2 separate regions of the Zea mays genome follow, and region 2 is linked to region 1. The links are chromatin contacts, called in public Hi-C maps. All regions are on one chromosome and are shown on one strand. Each heading gives the region's core, a stretch centred on a gene start, on an enhancer-like site or on the middle of the called end of the contact. The rest is flanking DNA. Distances are from core to core; before and after follow the strand shown.

Region 1 (7,281 bases), core at 2,066-4,565:
TGTGCGGAGGCTCGGGGGCTGCTCTCGCAAACCCGGCTCCGGCCAAACCGTTGACAGCGTCAACATACCAGCCCGAGAACTTGGGACCCGACCGTGCACCCGGGCTACGACCAGCTCGCATGAGGGAACAACCAGACCGGCCAAAGCATCACGAAATGCATTAAGACCTCGAAGGAGTCAAACCACTCCTCCGAGGCCTCGGGGGCTACACCCGGTGGGTGCGCTCGTGCGCACCCACCGGAACAAAACGCAACCGAGAAAGGCCGGTCCCCTTGCAAAAAAGTGCGACAAAAGCCTCCAAGCGAGTATTAACACTCCCTTCGAGGCTCGGGGGCTACTGTCGGGGACCATAATTAGGGGTACCCTCAAGACTCCTAAACTCAGCTGGTAACCCCCATCAGCACAAAGTTGCAAAGGCCTGATGGGTACAATTAAGTCAAGGCTCGGTCCACTCAAGGGACACGATCTCGCCTCGCCCGAGCCCAGCCTCGGGCAAGGGCAGCCGACCCCGGAGAATTCACGTCTCGCCTGAGGACCCCCTCAAGCAACGGACACACCTTCGGCTCGCCCGAGGCCCAGTCTTCGCCAAGAAGCAACCTTGGCCAAGTCGCCACGCCGACCGACCGTATCGCAGGAGCATTTAATGCAAAGGTAGCCTGACACCTTATCCTAACGCGCGCCCTTCAGTCGACAGAGCCGAAGTGACTGCAGTCACTTCGCCGCTCCACTGACCGGCCTGACAAGAGGACAGCGCCGCCTGCGCCGCTCTGACTGCTGTGCCACTCGACAGAGTGAGGCTGACAGCAGCCAAGTTCGGCCTCAGGCGCCATAGGAAACTCCGCATCGCCCGAAGGGCTCGGACTCGGGCTCAGCCCCGGAAGACGACGAACTCCGCATCGCCCGACCCTAGGGCTCGGACTCGGGCTCAGCCCCGGAAGACGACGAACTCCACATCGCCCGACCTCAGGGCTCGGACTCGGGCTCAGCCCCGGAAGACGACGAACTCCGCATCGCCCGACCCCAGGGCTCGGACTCGGGCTCAGCCCCGGAAGACGACGAACTCCGCATCGCCCGACCCCAGGGCTCGGACTCGGGCTCAGCCCCGGAAGACGACGAACTCCGCATCGCCCGACCCCAGGGCTCGGACTCGGGCTCAGCCCCGGAAGACGACGAACTCCGCATCGCCCGACCCCAAGGCTCGGACTCGGGCTCAGCCCCGGAAGACGACGAACTTTGCATCACCCGACCCCAGGGCTCGGACTCGGGCTCAGCCCCAGAAGACGACGAACTCCGCTTCGCCCGACCCCAGGTCTCGGACTCGGGCTCAGCCCCGGAAGACGACGAACTCCGCATCGCCCGACCCCAGGGCTCGGACTCAGCCCTGGCCTCAGCCGACGGTCTCTGCCTCGCCCAATCCAGGGGCTCGGACTCGACCTCGGCCTCGGAAGACAGACTCGACCTCGACCTCGGAGGAGCCTCCACCTCGCCCAACCCAGGGCTCGGACCGACCACGTCACAGGAGGCGCCATCATTACCCTACCTCAAGCTAACTCAGGCTACGGGGAACAAGACCGGCGTCCCATCTGGCTCGCCCCGGTAAACAAGTAATGATGGCGCCCCACATGCTCTATGACGACGGCGGCTCTCAGCCCCCTTACGGAAGCAAGGGGACGTCAGCAAGGACTCGACAACCCCGACAGCTGTCCTTCTGCCAGGCTCCAGCGCTCCTCCGACGGCCATGACACCACACAAACCGGGTGCCAAAACCTCTCCGGCTGCCACGATGGCATGTACTCAGGGCACTAGCTCTTCTCTGCTAGACACGTTAGCACATTGCTACACCCCCCATTGTACACCTGGATCCTCTCCTTACGCCTATAAAAGGAAGGTCCAGGGCCCTCTTACAGAGGGTTGGCCGCGCGGGGAAGGACGGGACGGCACGCGCTTAGGCCTCTCGCTCCCTCCCGCGCGGACGCTTGTAACCCCCTACTGCAAGCGCACCCGACCTGAGCGCGGGACAAACACGAAGGCCGCGGGTTTCCCCTTTTACGCCTGTCCCCCTCCGGCTTCTTCCCCCTTCGCGCTCCGTCTCGCGCCGACCCATCTGGGCTGGGGCACGCGGCGACAATTTACTCGTCGGTCCAGAAACCCTCGGGTTCGAAACGCCGACAATTATATTTCGGTTTTCGGTTAATTCAGTTTTTTAATCTAGAACAGAAAGTATCTCATTTGTTTTGGTTTTCTGAAATATGAATCAAAATTTATAAGGATGATTTCGGTTTCGTTTTAAGTTAATTTATAAGGATTATTTTGTGAGTCCTATTCACCGGGCGACGAACACAGATCAGGTATTCTCTTCCTGCCGTGCGAGAGATAATTGCCATTATGGAAGAAGAGAGGGGGTTTCGACGAAATGGAGGCGTTGGCGTTGGCTTCTCTGTTTTGGAGACGCAGCTGACAGACAAACTCTAAAATGGATACAAGACACTCAATTAGGGCTGCACAACAGATATTAGTGTCCTTTCACCATTTACCGTCGCCGAGCTCAGACGTCGTTTGGCGTCGTCTTCTTCTCCGTTGCGGAATCAGATCTCCTTGAGCATGGCCGCCACGTCCTTCATCGTCCGGCGGTCGTCCGGCGCCGCGCTCACGCACAGCAGCACCACTCCCATCACCTGCAGCATCTCCTCCACCTCTGAACTCGACCGTCGCCGGAGCGCCGGATCGAGCACGCCGGCGCGGTCCCTGCACCGCCGCACCCAGTCCACCACGTGCAGGCCGTCTGGGATCGTCGGGTCGATCGGCTGCTTCCCCGTCAGCACTTCCAGCACCACCACGCCATAGCAGCCCTTGCCGATGATGTTGGCGTCCACCAGGCTCCTCACCACCTGGTCCACGGAGAAGCTCAGCTTCTGGAACGGCGTGAACTGCCACGGCCACGACAGCTCGCCGCCGCTCTTCCCCCCAAAGCCCATCCGCCGCTAGGTTCCTGGATTGGGGAAGCAGGCCGCAGGAACAGGAAACGGCGGCTAGGGTTTCTAGATGGGAAAGCAGCCAGCGTCAACAAGAAACAGTGGCGCCAGGTTTTTGACGGCGTGAGCACGAAGTGAATTTAATATTGACGCCAGACGTAAATCTCTGTTTGTTGTCCATATCAGAAATAGTCTGTCCGCTGCGTCTCCAAAACAGAGAAGCCAACACCAACGCCACCCCTTCTGTCTTCTTCCATAATGGCAATTATCTCGCCGTGCGAACCCCTGCACCCGAACCCTCACTTAAAAACTAGTCCCCTTGCGAAAAAATTGGTCCGTCCCTGCCTCAGTCTGCACTCTACGATGGCGGCGCCTCCGGCCACGGCTCCCGCGACCGCCCGATGTCTGTCCGTCGCCAAGTCGTGCTGGGCTGCCGAGCGGAGCTCCAGCTCGTTTGTCCTCTCGGCTCCTGCGACTGGCCTCCGGCAAAGTGGGAGCCGCGTCCTCAGCATCCGTGCCAAGGTGAGCGTCGGACAAGATTTTCGTTTCCGCAGATTTGGCTACTCTACTGAGCGCCAGTGACTTCCTTTACTAGTTTGGTTTGTGTGGAGTATGGTGCTTAAAAAAACCTTTGCAATCGTCTCATCCAAATCCCATGCTCCCATGGGATTCTGAATCCCATATTTATAAGCCACAGATTGTTTTACCCCTATGGGATTAAGCTGTTCTGTGTTCTTCCATGCAGGTTGCCACTGGCCTGCAGAGGGCCTGCATTGCGGATGATGGAGGTGGGTTGTCTTTACTAGCTGTTCAGATATCAAGTTTTGTATTCGGCAGTCGGCACGTGGAGTATGCGCTTGGGATTTTGTAGCACGATTCATCAATTATGTACCTTACAATTTAAGAGCTCTATTATTTCTGGTTTCACTATTTTTGAAATCTCCATGCAGCGGAAAGGCCGTGGAAGCTCAGTGATGCTCGTCTTGTCCTGGAAGATGGATCAGTGTGGACGGCCAAGTCTTTTGGTGCTTCAGGAACACAAGTTGGTGAAGTTGTTTTCAACACATCACTGACAGGGTAAATCATTTTGGACTGAGTTACGCTTTTGTCTAAGTGGGGCGATGTTTTGCATGTCTTTTGGTTATTGTTTATCTGAGTGGTGGTATGTTTCGCATCTCTTGGTTGGTTATTATTTGTTTTCTCAGTCAAACAGGCAATCCTCATACTAGGACTTTAGATATTTGATTGGGGCGCGGGCGCACTTACTCCTGTAACCTAACAAACCTCCCCGATTTCACTGTACCTGTATCACATATTGATTTAGTTTAGTCATATAGTTATATGAAGCAAATGAAAACAAATGACTATAAATTTGGTTCCAGCTTACAGTCAGCTCATTGTACCTGGAAATTTCAGTGTTACAAGCTTCCGTTTACATCAAATTTGATGTGACAGAATTGTTTGGGATCAATTGCTGAATTTTGGTTGTTCTTGCAAGAAGAGGGGTGAGTGAGCGGGAGAACTTCATTGAGGTGAGACAACCTGGGGAGATAATATTATTCATCATATTCAGCGGAGGCATTGGGCTCTGGAGAAGTGGAGATAGAGAGATTGTTAAGTCGTTAGAAGTTAGGCTTGTTATAATAGCTAGATTTTTTGGCTTATTGTTTGACAGAGATTGTACTAGTTTTAACATTCATAGTGCTGCACTTCCTCGACAAACCTTTCTGTACTATTGAACATGACTTGTCGATGCAGTTATGTTGATGATTATGCACCATAATTCTAGGTAGGACTAAGAATTGTTACTTACATGGCACATTTGTGGTTGCAGCTATCAGGAGATTTTGACCGATCCAAGTTATGCTGGTCAGTTTGTCCTAATGACCAATCCTCATATTGGGAACACTGGCGTTAATCCTGGTTTGTTACTTCTCTACTTGAGAGATTTAATATGCCTTTTTTTTTTGACAATTTAGCATGAAATGAAGTATAATGCTCTTACAGATGATGAAGAATCAAACCAATGTTTTCTTGGTGGCTTAATCATAAGAAATCTAAGCATATGGTTGGTTTTTTCCCTTTGGTTTTGTTTTTTGTCATTTTAAAAGAACTACCTTCTCTTTATCTGCTAAAATGATATTTTCTGTTGTAGTACTTCCAACTGGCGATGCAAAGAAACACTTGAGAAGTATCTGATTAAGAGGAACATCATGGGAATATGTAAGTGATAGAACCTAACATCTCTCTCTAACATCATGGGAGTATGTAAGTGATAGAAGCTAACATCTCTCTCTCTCTCTCACGACTCAGTCACACGTGTGCAACAAAGAATTATTTAAATTCACCATGGATTTACATTTTTGACAGATGATGTGGATACACGTGCTATAACACGAAGATTAAGAGAAGATGGTAGTCTTATTGGTGTCTTGAGTACTGATCAGTCTCTGACAGACAATGAGTTGTTAGAAATGGCCCAAAAGTGGAAAATTGTTGGTATGTTAAAACTTTATCAAGCAGCGATGTGCAATGTCCTTGAAAGAAGTGACTTCTTTTTTATGCACACTTCAGTATCTATCTCCACTGATGAACCTAAATGACTGCATAGTGGTCAGCTTAGATATAATAGATTTCTTTTCCCAACATATTCCAGTGAGAACTAATTTTTATATTTATTGAGTTGTTTATTCTTTTGCTTTTGATTTATGTTATTTGAATTAAAGAGCTGTTGTTCTGATATCATAATCGTTTTGACCTTTGAAAGAATTAGGTGCAATTGGATATTAATCAGTGAATTATCACTTAAAAATTTGATGGGTTCAGAAAAGAAAATTACGGGATTGTAAGAAACAGCTAAAATATAAATTTTTAAAATTGGTTGGATCTGTTGGAATACTTTGATTTCCTACTGTTTCAAGGGAGTGATTTATAGTGTGTTTGGTTTGAGGAATGAACTAGTCCATCATCTTTCCACTCACTTTTTTATTTGGTTTGTGTAATGAGTTGATCCCTCATCACCTCACTCCTCATAGTTAGTTACAACAACAACAACAACAAAGCCTTTTTGTCCCAAGCACGTTGGGGTAGGCTAGAGATGAAACCCCGTATGAAAACCTCAGAGCTCAACCCCCAAAGAACAGAAAAGGGAAACAAAGGCAAAGGAGAACCGAAAACAACGAAACGGGGAAACACATAAAAGAGATAAAACCCACAAGAACCAGCAAGATCTAAAATGGGCACAAGGAAAGGTCAAACGATTAAGGAGGAAAAGCGAAACTATAAATCAGGGTTCTGGCACGTGAATTGCACACTTCCACCCCTTCCTATCTGCGGCGAGCTCTTTATCAATATTCCACTCCTTCAGGTCTCTCTTCACAGCCTCTGTCCACGTCAAAGTTGGCCGACCTCTACCTCTCTTCACATTCTCGGGACGCCTAATTATTCCGATATGCACTGGTGCCTCTTCAGGTCTTCGTTGGATATGTCCAAACCATCTCAAGCGATGTTGCATAAGCTTCTCCTCAATTGGCGCCACTCCTACTCTCTCTCGTATATCATCATTCCGGACTCGATCTCTCCTTGTGTGGCCACATATCCAGCGCAACATACGCATCTCTGCCACACTTAGTTGTTGGACATGTCGTCTTTTAGTGGGCCAACATTCTGCTCCATACAACATAGCCGGCCGGATTGCTGTCCTGTAGAATTTGCCTTTTAGTTTGTGTGGCACCCGGGGGTCGCATAAGACACCCGCAGCTTGTCGCCACTTCAACCATCCAGCTTTAATTCTATGACTGACATCCTCATCGATGTCTCCCTCCTTCTGAAGCATTGATCCTAAGTAACGAAAAGTGTCTTTCTTGGGTACCACTTGCCCATCAAGACTAACATCGCCATCCTCATACCCCATGGCACTGAAATCACACTTCATATACTCTGTTTTAGACCTACTTAGCCTAAAACCTTTTGCTTCCAGCGTCTGCCTCCACAATTCCAACTTTTGAGAAACACCACTCCTACTCTCCTCAATAAGTACCACATCATCGGCAAAAAGCATACACCACGGTAGAACTCCTTGTATGTCCCTTGTGACCTCATCTATCACCAAAGCGAAAAGATAAGGGCTCAAAGCCGACCCTTGATGTAGTCCTATGTTAATTGGAAAGTCATCGGTGTCTCCATCACTTGTTGGTCATCCCACCAAATTTGAGGAATGGATTCGTGATGCACAATCTCATTTTGAATGGAGTGATTCTTCAAACCAGTTTTGCTGGTCGAGTGCAGTTTTGCAAAGCAGTTTTGGTTT
Region 2 (7,281 bases), core at 3,462-5,961, 410 kb after region 1:
ACACTTTCTTGGAGCGGGACTTGTAGTCCTTCCCTCTCCTTTGCTTGAGGATTTGGCGGAAGCTCTTGATGATGAGCGTCATTTCCTCGTTGTCGAGCTTGGAGGCGTCGATGGGGAGTCTACTTGATGTAGACTCTTCCTTCTTCTCCTCTGTCGCCTTGAATGCGACCGGTTGAGCTTCGTGCGTGGAGGGGCCATCTTGCTCGATGATTTTCTTTGAGCCTTTGATCATCAATTCAAAGCTCACAAATTTTCCTATTACTTTCTCGGGAGACATTAGTGTGTATCTAGGATCACCACATATTAATTGTACTTGCGTAGGGTTAAGAAAAACGAGTGATCTAAGAATAACCTTGACCATTTCATGGTCATCCCATTTTTTGCTCCTGAGGTTGCACACTTGGTTCACCAAGGCCTTGAGCCGGTTGTACATCTCTTGTGGCTCCTCCCCTTGGCGAAGCCGGAAGCGACCGAGCTCCCCTCGATCGTCTCTCGCTTGGTGATCTTGGTCACCTCGTCTCCTTCGTGCGCGATATTAAGTACGTCCCAAATCTCCTTGGAACTCTTCAATCCTTGCACCTTGTGAAAGGGAAATGTGCCCTTGGGCCATTTCTAAGTATTTTGGTGATTAAGTGTCCAACACAAATGGTTATGTGTTAAACTATGCCAAATGGTGGACAAAGTGCAAATCAATACAAAGGTATGATTCTAGACTTAGTACATTGGTTTTTGTGTACTAACATATTTGTCTAAGTGCTAGAATCAGAGAAAAGACAAATGAAAAAAACTTGGCTCGAGCAGCCAAGACTCTGCTCAGTCTGGGTGCACCGGACAGTGTCCGGTGCGTCAGGCTAGCTCTGGTGAAAAGGCCGCTCTCGGGAATTGAACGGCGGCGTACGGCTATAAATCACCGGACTGTCCGGTGGTGCACCGGACTGTCCGGTGAGCCAACGGTCGGCCGAGCCAACGGTCGGCCGCGCAATCCGCGCGTGACGCGTGGCCGAGCCAACGGTCTGATGGGGGCACCGGACTGTCCGGTGTGCACCGGACAGTGTCCGGTGCGCCAATGGCTCCAAATCTTCAACGGTCGGCTACGCCAGAATAGGAAAGAGATCTGCACCGGACTGTCCGGTGCACCAGTCGATAGAAGGCAAGATTTGCCTTACTGGATTGCTCTCAACGACTCCTAGCTGCCTTGGGGCTATAAAAGGGACCCCTAGGCGCATGAAGGAGCACACCAAGCACACTCTAAGCATTCTTGATCATTCACACTCCGTCTTTGCGCACTCGATTGACATTCTTAGTGATTTGAGCTCCGTGTTAGTGGTGAACCTTGTGTTATTCATTTGAGCTCAAGTCTTGGCTGTGTGTGTGCGTATTGCTGTGGACTTGTGTGTGTTGCTTTTCCCACTCTTACATCTGTGCTTCTTTGTGATCATCTCATTGTAAGGGCGAGAGGCTCCAAGTTGTGGAGATTCCTCGCAAACGGGAAAGAGTAAAGGAAAAAGAACACCATGGTATTCAAGTTGATTATTGGATCACTTGAAAGGAGTTGAGTGCAACTCTCGTCCATTGGGACGCCACAACATGGACTAGGCAAGTGTTGTACTTGGCCGAACCACGGGATAAATCTCTGTGTCTCTTGTGCTTGTTCTCACTTGTGTTAATTGTGGTTCACAAGAGCTCTCATTAGCCACTTGATTTAATTGTGCTAACACTTAATCAAGTTTGTGGCTTTAAGTTTCAAATTTTTACAGGATCACATATTCACCCCCCTCTAGGTGCTCTCACCTTGTTATACTCCTCTCGACTTAGAGAGGTGAGGAGTATAGTGGTGGCTTGGGAGTTGAAGTGCACGATTTGGGCCACCTCGTCCTCATCATAATCTTCATCCCCTACGGATGGTACCTGTACACCAAACTCAACAACATCCCATATGCTTTTGTGGAGTGAGGTTAGGTGATATATCATCATATCACTCCACATAGAATGATCTTCACCGTCAAATGTCGGTGGTTTGCCTAATGGGACGGAAAGCAATGGAGTATGCTTAGAAATGCGAGGATAGCGTAGGGGGATCTTACTATACTTCTTGCGCTCTTGGCGCTTAGAAGTGACGGACGCGGCGTCAGATCTGGATGTAGAGGGCGAGGAAGAATCGGTCTCGTAGTAGACCACTTTCTTCATTTTCTTCTTCTTCTCGCCACTCTTGTGCGATCGAATGCGTGAAGGGGATCCATCCTTCTTTTTGTTGGCGGACTCCCTTGATGGAGCCTTCCTGTGGCTTGTAGCGGACTTCTCACCGCCGATCACCATCTTCTTGGCGTGATCTCCCGACATCACTTCAAACGGTTAAGCTCTAATGAAGCACCAGGCTTTGATACCAATTGATAGTCGCCTAGAGGGGGGTGAATATGGCGAATCTGAAATTTATAAACTTAAGCACAACTACAAGCCGGGTTAGCGTTAGAATTATGAACGAGTCCGAGAGAGAGGGTGAAAAACAAATCGCAAGCAAATAAAGAGTGAAACACAAGGATTTGTTTTACCGAGGTTCGGTTCTTGCAAACCTACTCCCCATTGAGGTGGTCACAAAGACCGGGTCTCTTTCAACCCTTTCCCTCTCTCAAACGGTCACTTAGACCGAGTGAGCTTCTCTTCTCAATCAAACGGGACACAAAGTCCCCGCAAGGACCACCACACAATTGGTGTCTCTTGCCTCGGTTACAATTGAGTTGATCTCAAGAAAGAATGAGAAAAAGAAGCAATCCAAGCGTAAGAGCTCAAATGGACACAAGTCACTCTCTCTCTCTAGTCACTATTTGATTTGGAATGAACTAAGGACTTGGGAGAGGATTTGATCTCTTTGGTGTGTCTTGTATTGAATTCTATAGCTCTTGTAAGGTGTAGGAAGCTGGAAAACTTGGATACAATGAATGGTGGGTGGTTGGGGGTATTTATAACCCCAACCACCAAACTAGCCGTTTGGTGGAGGCTGCTGTCGCATGGCGCACCGGACAGTCCGGTGCGCCTGCCACGTCACCTGGCCGTTGGATTCTGACCGTTGGAGCTTCTGCCTTCTGGGGCACCGGACAGTCCGGTGGTGCACCGGACAAGCACTGTTCACTGTCCGGTGCGCCATCAGTCTCTGCTCTGACTCTGGCGCGCACTGTAGTGCATTCAATGCGTTCTGCAAACGACCGTTGGCGCGAAGTAGTCGTTGCTCTGCTGGCACACCGGACAGTCCGGTGCGCCACCAGACACTGTCCGGTGCTACACCGGACAGTCCGGTGAATTACAGCGGAGCGGCCTCCAGAATTCGCGAAGGTGAGCAGTTCGGAGTTGGAGTCCCTGGTGCACCGGACAGTCCGGTGCACCAGACCAGGGTACACTTCGGTTGACTTTGCTCTCTTACATTTGAATCCTTTTTCGGTCTTTTTATTTGTTTGTTGTGAGCCTTTGGCACCTGTAGAACTTATAATCTAGAGCAAACTAGTTAGTCCAATTATTTGTGTTGGGCAATTCAACCACCAAAATCAATTTAGGAAAAGGTGTAAGCCTATTTCCCTTTCACACATATAACTAGGGCTGGAAACGAGCCGAGCCGAGCCAGGCTCGGCTCGGCTCGGTCACTTCGCGAGCTCGGTAATAAGGCTCGGCTCGGCTCGATATAGGCTCGCGAGCCGGCTCGGCTCGCGAGCCTGTACACTCAAGTTAATTATAGTCGTTAGTTCAAATTTGAAGCATAATATGTTCTATATAATAAAAAATTATGTCCATACACTCTAGTTCCTTGTGAGTTGTGACCAAAACAACACACCGGTCACTGGATCTAGATGACTGGACACTAATAAACAAACTGACAACTGACAAGTGATAGTTGCAGTAGTTTGGACCGAGCCTCGAGCCGGCTCGCGAGCCTCACCGAGCCGGCTCGGCTCGGCTCGTTAGTGTAGCGAGCCGTGGAATTAGGCTCGGCTCGGGCTCGTTTAGGCTCGCGAGCCTCAACGAGCCGAGCCGAGCCTGATCGAGCCCGAGCCGGCTCGCGAGCCTCGAGCTTTTTTTCCAGCCCTACATATAACAAATCATATGATTACATAATTTGGTAGCTAGACAAATGATAGCTAGAAAATGTTTTATTTGTTAAGATGAGCTCTATTAAATGGTTATAGTTGTATTGATGCGGATATATTTTACCCATGGATAGACGAGTATGAGTAGTACCAATCTATACCAGTCTGCCTCAATAGGTAAATACTCTTGCCTATTAACATATCCGCAATTAGAGAAATCACCTCGTACCCGCTTTCATATCGAATATTCGGTGCGCATTACCAGCTGTGGTTGGACCTCATCTTCTCACACGGGAAGATTTGTATGGACTGCACTGTGCTCATTCTAGTTGGGCCATCCTTTCATATATTGCTTTTCTGGTTGGATTCCTGCAGGCCCTCTTTGCTAGACCGGGCTGAATAGCCGTTTTGCAGGTCCAAAGCGCCCAAACGGTTAATCCCGATGAGGTGAAATCAATTGGCGAGTTTTCTAATTTTTTTCTCTTCTCTGTTTTCCTTCACCGGACTACCAGGGGCGAATCGCGGACGCCGCCCACCTCCCCCATCTCCTTCCCCAGCACGTCGCAAACCCTTCGTCGCCACCCCCGCCTCCCGCCGCGGCTCCCGTCGTCGCGTGGCCGTCGCGAGCCACCGCTGGCGTCTCTCGTCCGGTTCTCTGAGTCTCGGCGACCTGTTCCTCCGCCGAGTTCTCGGGGCCCTGCTGTCGCCACCGCCGAATCCTGCTGTCCTCGCCGCAGCCGGGGAACGCGGTGTGTTGCGGGAGCTGGCACCGCCTCCTTCGAGGTGCGTCGTCACGGAGGGTAGTTTCCGTTTCGTCTCCATCTCCCCAAGGATCGGTCATGGTCATGCTCAGCTTCGTTGGGATTTCTAAGACCGTTGAGCATTCTGCCGAGCCTATGGTCCCAATCCATAACCGAAATCGCTTCATGGATCCTAATGGGCGCGTCGAACATCTCGGGGTTTCTATTTTCACTGGCACAATTTTATTGCACGTTGAAACATATAGTTAGGGTTTTATGACAAATGTATTTAATGGCCATGGTATCCGTACGAAAATGGCACTACATTTTGTACAGTTTTGCATGCTTACCATATGCTGTGCCCTCTTGAAATTTTGGTGTAGCTAGACCAGGAGAGAGAGTCGCACTGTGATTTCATGCATGTAATTAAAATGGACTTTAATTGCATGGTACAAGCCAAAATGTGGTATGTTCGTTAAATTGCTTGGGTCAGATTCAAACGAATCCAGTATATTTTATGTTCCTGCTGGGAGATCGTTACTAGTCTGTGTATTTGTGTGACAGGGCTGTCATATATAACCAGCTATTTATTTTGTGATGCCAACTGTTGAATACACTACTTTCCCTGTTTCTTTTTAACGCTTGAATCAAACCTCTCACTCCACATCATGCTTCAAAAGACGTTTGCCTAGGCGCTAGGCCTCACCTCTTTCGTGTAGTTTCCACGTAAGCAGCCTTGGTGAATATTTTCGCCTGCCTAATCACGTAGGTACAACTGTTGTCTGCCTAGCATAGCACTTTCAAGAACACCATGTTTAGCATGGGAGAAGATAATACTCTTCTGTGTATTTTGAGAGGATATTGTCCTTTTTTGCATGGGTAGTGCTGTCACTCCACACATTTGTTAAATAGAAAAATCATCATAAGTTGCATATATTATTTTCTGTTTCAAATGCAACTCTGTTAGTTTTTTGTGTGATTTTTAGTTTTTTCTTTTTCCTCTATAATTGTTTTCTTTCGAAGCACTGCATATACTCTAAACAACAGTTTCCTACTTTTTCTATGTAGAACTAAGTCAACAGTCTTTATGGGCTTCATGCTAGTAGATGATAGTTCCTGGCTTCCTGCACTGCTTTTGGAAGACCTGCCTTTTCAATCATAGAGGATTGGTAGACCAGATCCTGGCAAAGCAATGCTGATGGACCCTCCTGTTATGCAAATGGACTGCAAGTTGAAAAATGCTATGGATAAAACACCACAAATCGCCTATGATAGGAAGCTGACCGTCTCACATGATGATTATGGGTGGGCAGGCTCTGATGTCCACCTAAAAGATGATACAATAGTATGTAGCCCTGTCGATCTTAGCGATGCTTGTCAATCAGGCATGGATCGGGTATTAGATTCTGCTTCCAAAAATTCATCTCTTAATTTGGGCGATTTATCTCAGGGGACAGAACTAAGAGAGAAGAATAGCGACAGTTCTTACTCCGATGTAAAACTTCAGTTAAATTTAAGTGCTGGAAATTATAATGGCTTGCAAACTGATGATTATAGCTTTAATAAACAGAGTTTTGGTAAGAAGGATATGCATCATCCTCAGGAAGAGATACATTCTTCTCCCAATACAATGTCATTACCAAGTCCATGCAGACTCAATGGAGACGTCACACCTTGTGAAGCGGAGAAAATAGCAGAGGATCGTGGCAAAGTAGATGGGATTGTAGATGCTGTAAGTAAGGAAGTCAAAACTGACTTGGTAGGATGCCATGCACGGCAGGAAGAATTGCAATGCACGCTCCAAGATCTATCAGAAATAGCCTGCAGTATTGATTTAGTACGTAATAAATCTTCTCCACAAGAAGAGAAGAAGTCTGTTTCCCCTTTGAATGACATGGGCCATAATGTGGATAACAATAGTTGTAATGGTGATACCAATTATAAAGGGCAGGAGCTCAATATGGGGAATGTTGGAGATGAGGATCATGCTGTAGCACTTTGGGTGAAGGTACATTTTTCTTTATTTAAATTCGTTTTGGGGTTATATGAGCAAGTACTTGTCATGTTTCAGGTTCCAGAATCTGTGCATTTAGTTTTAGTAGGTACACCATGTATTATTGGGGTGGCCAACTCATAGCTCTGTTATGATTTTCTAATTGTAGTCTTAGTTGTAGCTTTATTCCAGTTAAACAATGGTATGCTTGAATGGTCCATGTAAAGTCTCGTTTTCTTTATTAGTCCTAAAAAAGGTAACTTGAGATCGAAGGTTGAAGCCTTAACTAAAATGGTTAGACGAGGCTTCTTTTCATATATGATCTTAGAATGAATACTGTCCCATGTCCTATTAAACATTTTTGTTTCATGACTCGGATAGAATTTTGTAATGTAAGGATTGTCCCCCTAAAAGTGGTACCCTTGCTTTCTTCTGTTTATTCAGCTAAATATTGTGTATTTATATAAAGAAGAAG

What was found. A called contact is a pair of places that touch in the nucleus more often than the background predicts.
Region 2: a contact with region 1 is called in a Hi-C map of leaf, with 4 times the contacts expected there. The contact joins the promoter of LOC542103 here to the promoter of LOC100193467 in region 1. A contact is called at or near these places in 5 of 25 Hi-C or Micro-C datasets (ear, endosperm, leaf and 1 more).

The regions. Positions count from the first base shown.
Region 1 is chr4:165,620,574-165,627,854 of Zm-B73-REFERENCE-NAM-5.0, forward strand. It overlaps LOC100193467, which reads left to right and starts at 3,316. Exons shown (of 11, transcript NM_001138583.1): 1 at 3,316-3,494; 2 at 3,718-3,760; 3 at 3,923-4,049; 4 at 4,807-4,895; 5 at 4,980-5,040; 6 at 5,128-5,195; 7 at 5,343-5,471. The coding sequence starts at 3,336.
Region 2 is chr4:166,033,960-166,041,240 of Zm-B73-REFERENCE-NAM-5.0, forward strand. It overlaps LOC542103 (SET domain protein SDG117), which reads left to right and starts at 4,712. Exons shown (of 12, transcript NM_001358411.1): 1 at 4,712-4,856; 2 at 5,882-6,821. The coding sequence starts at 6,006.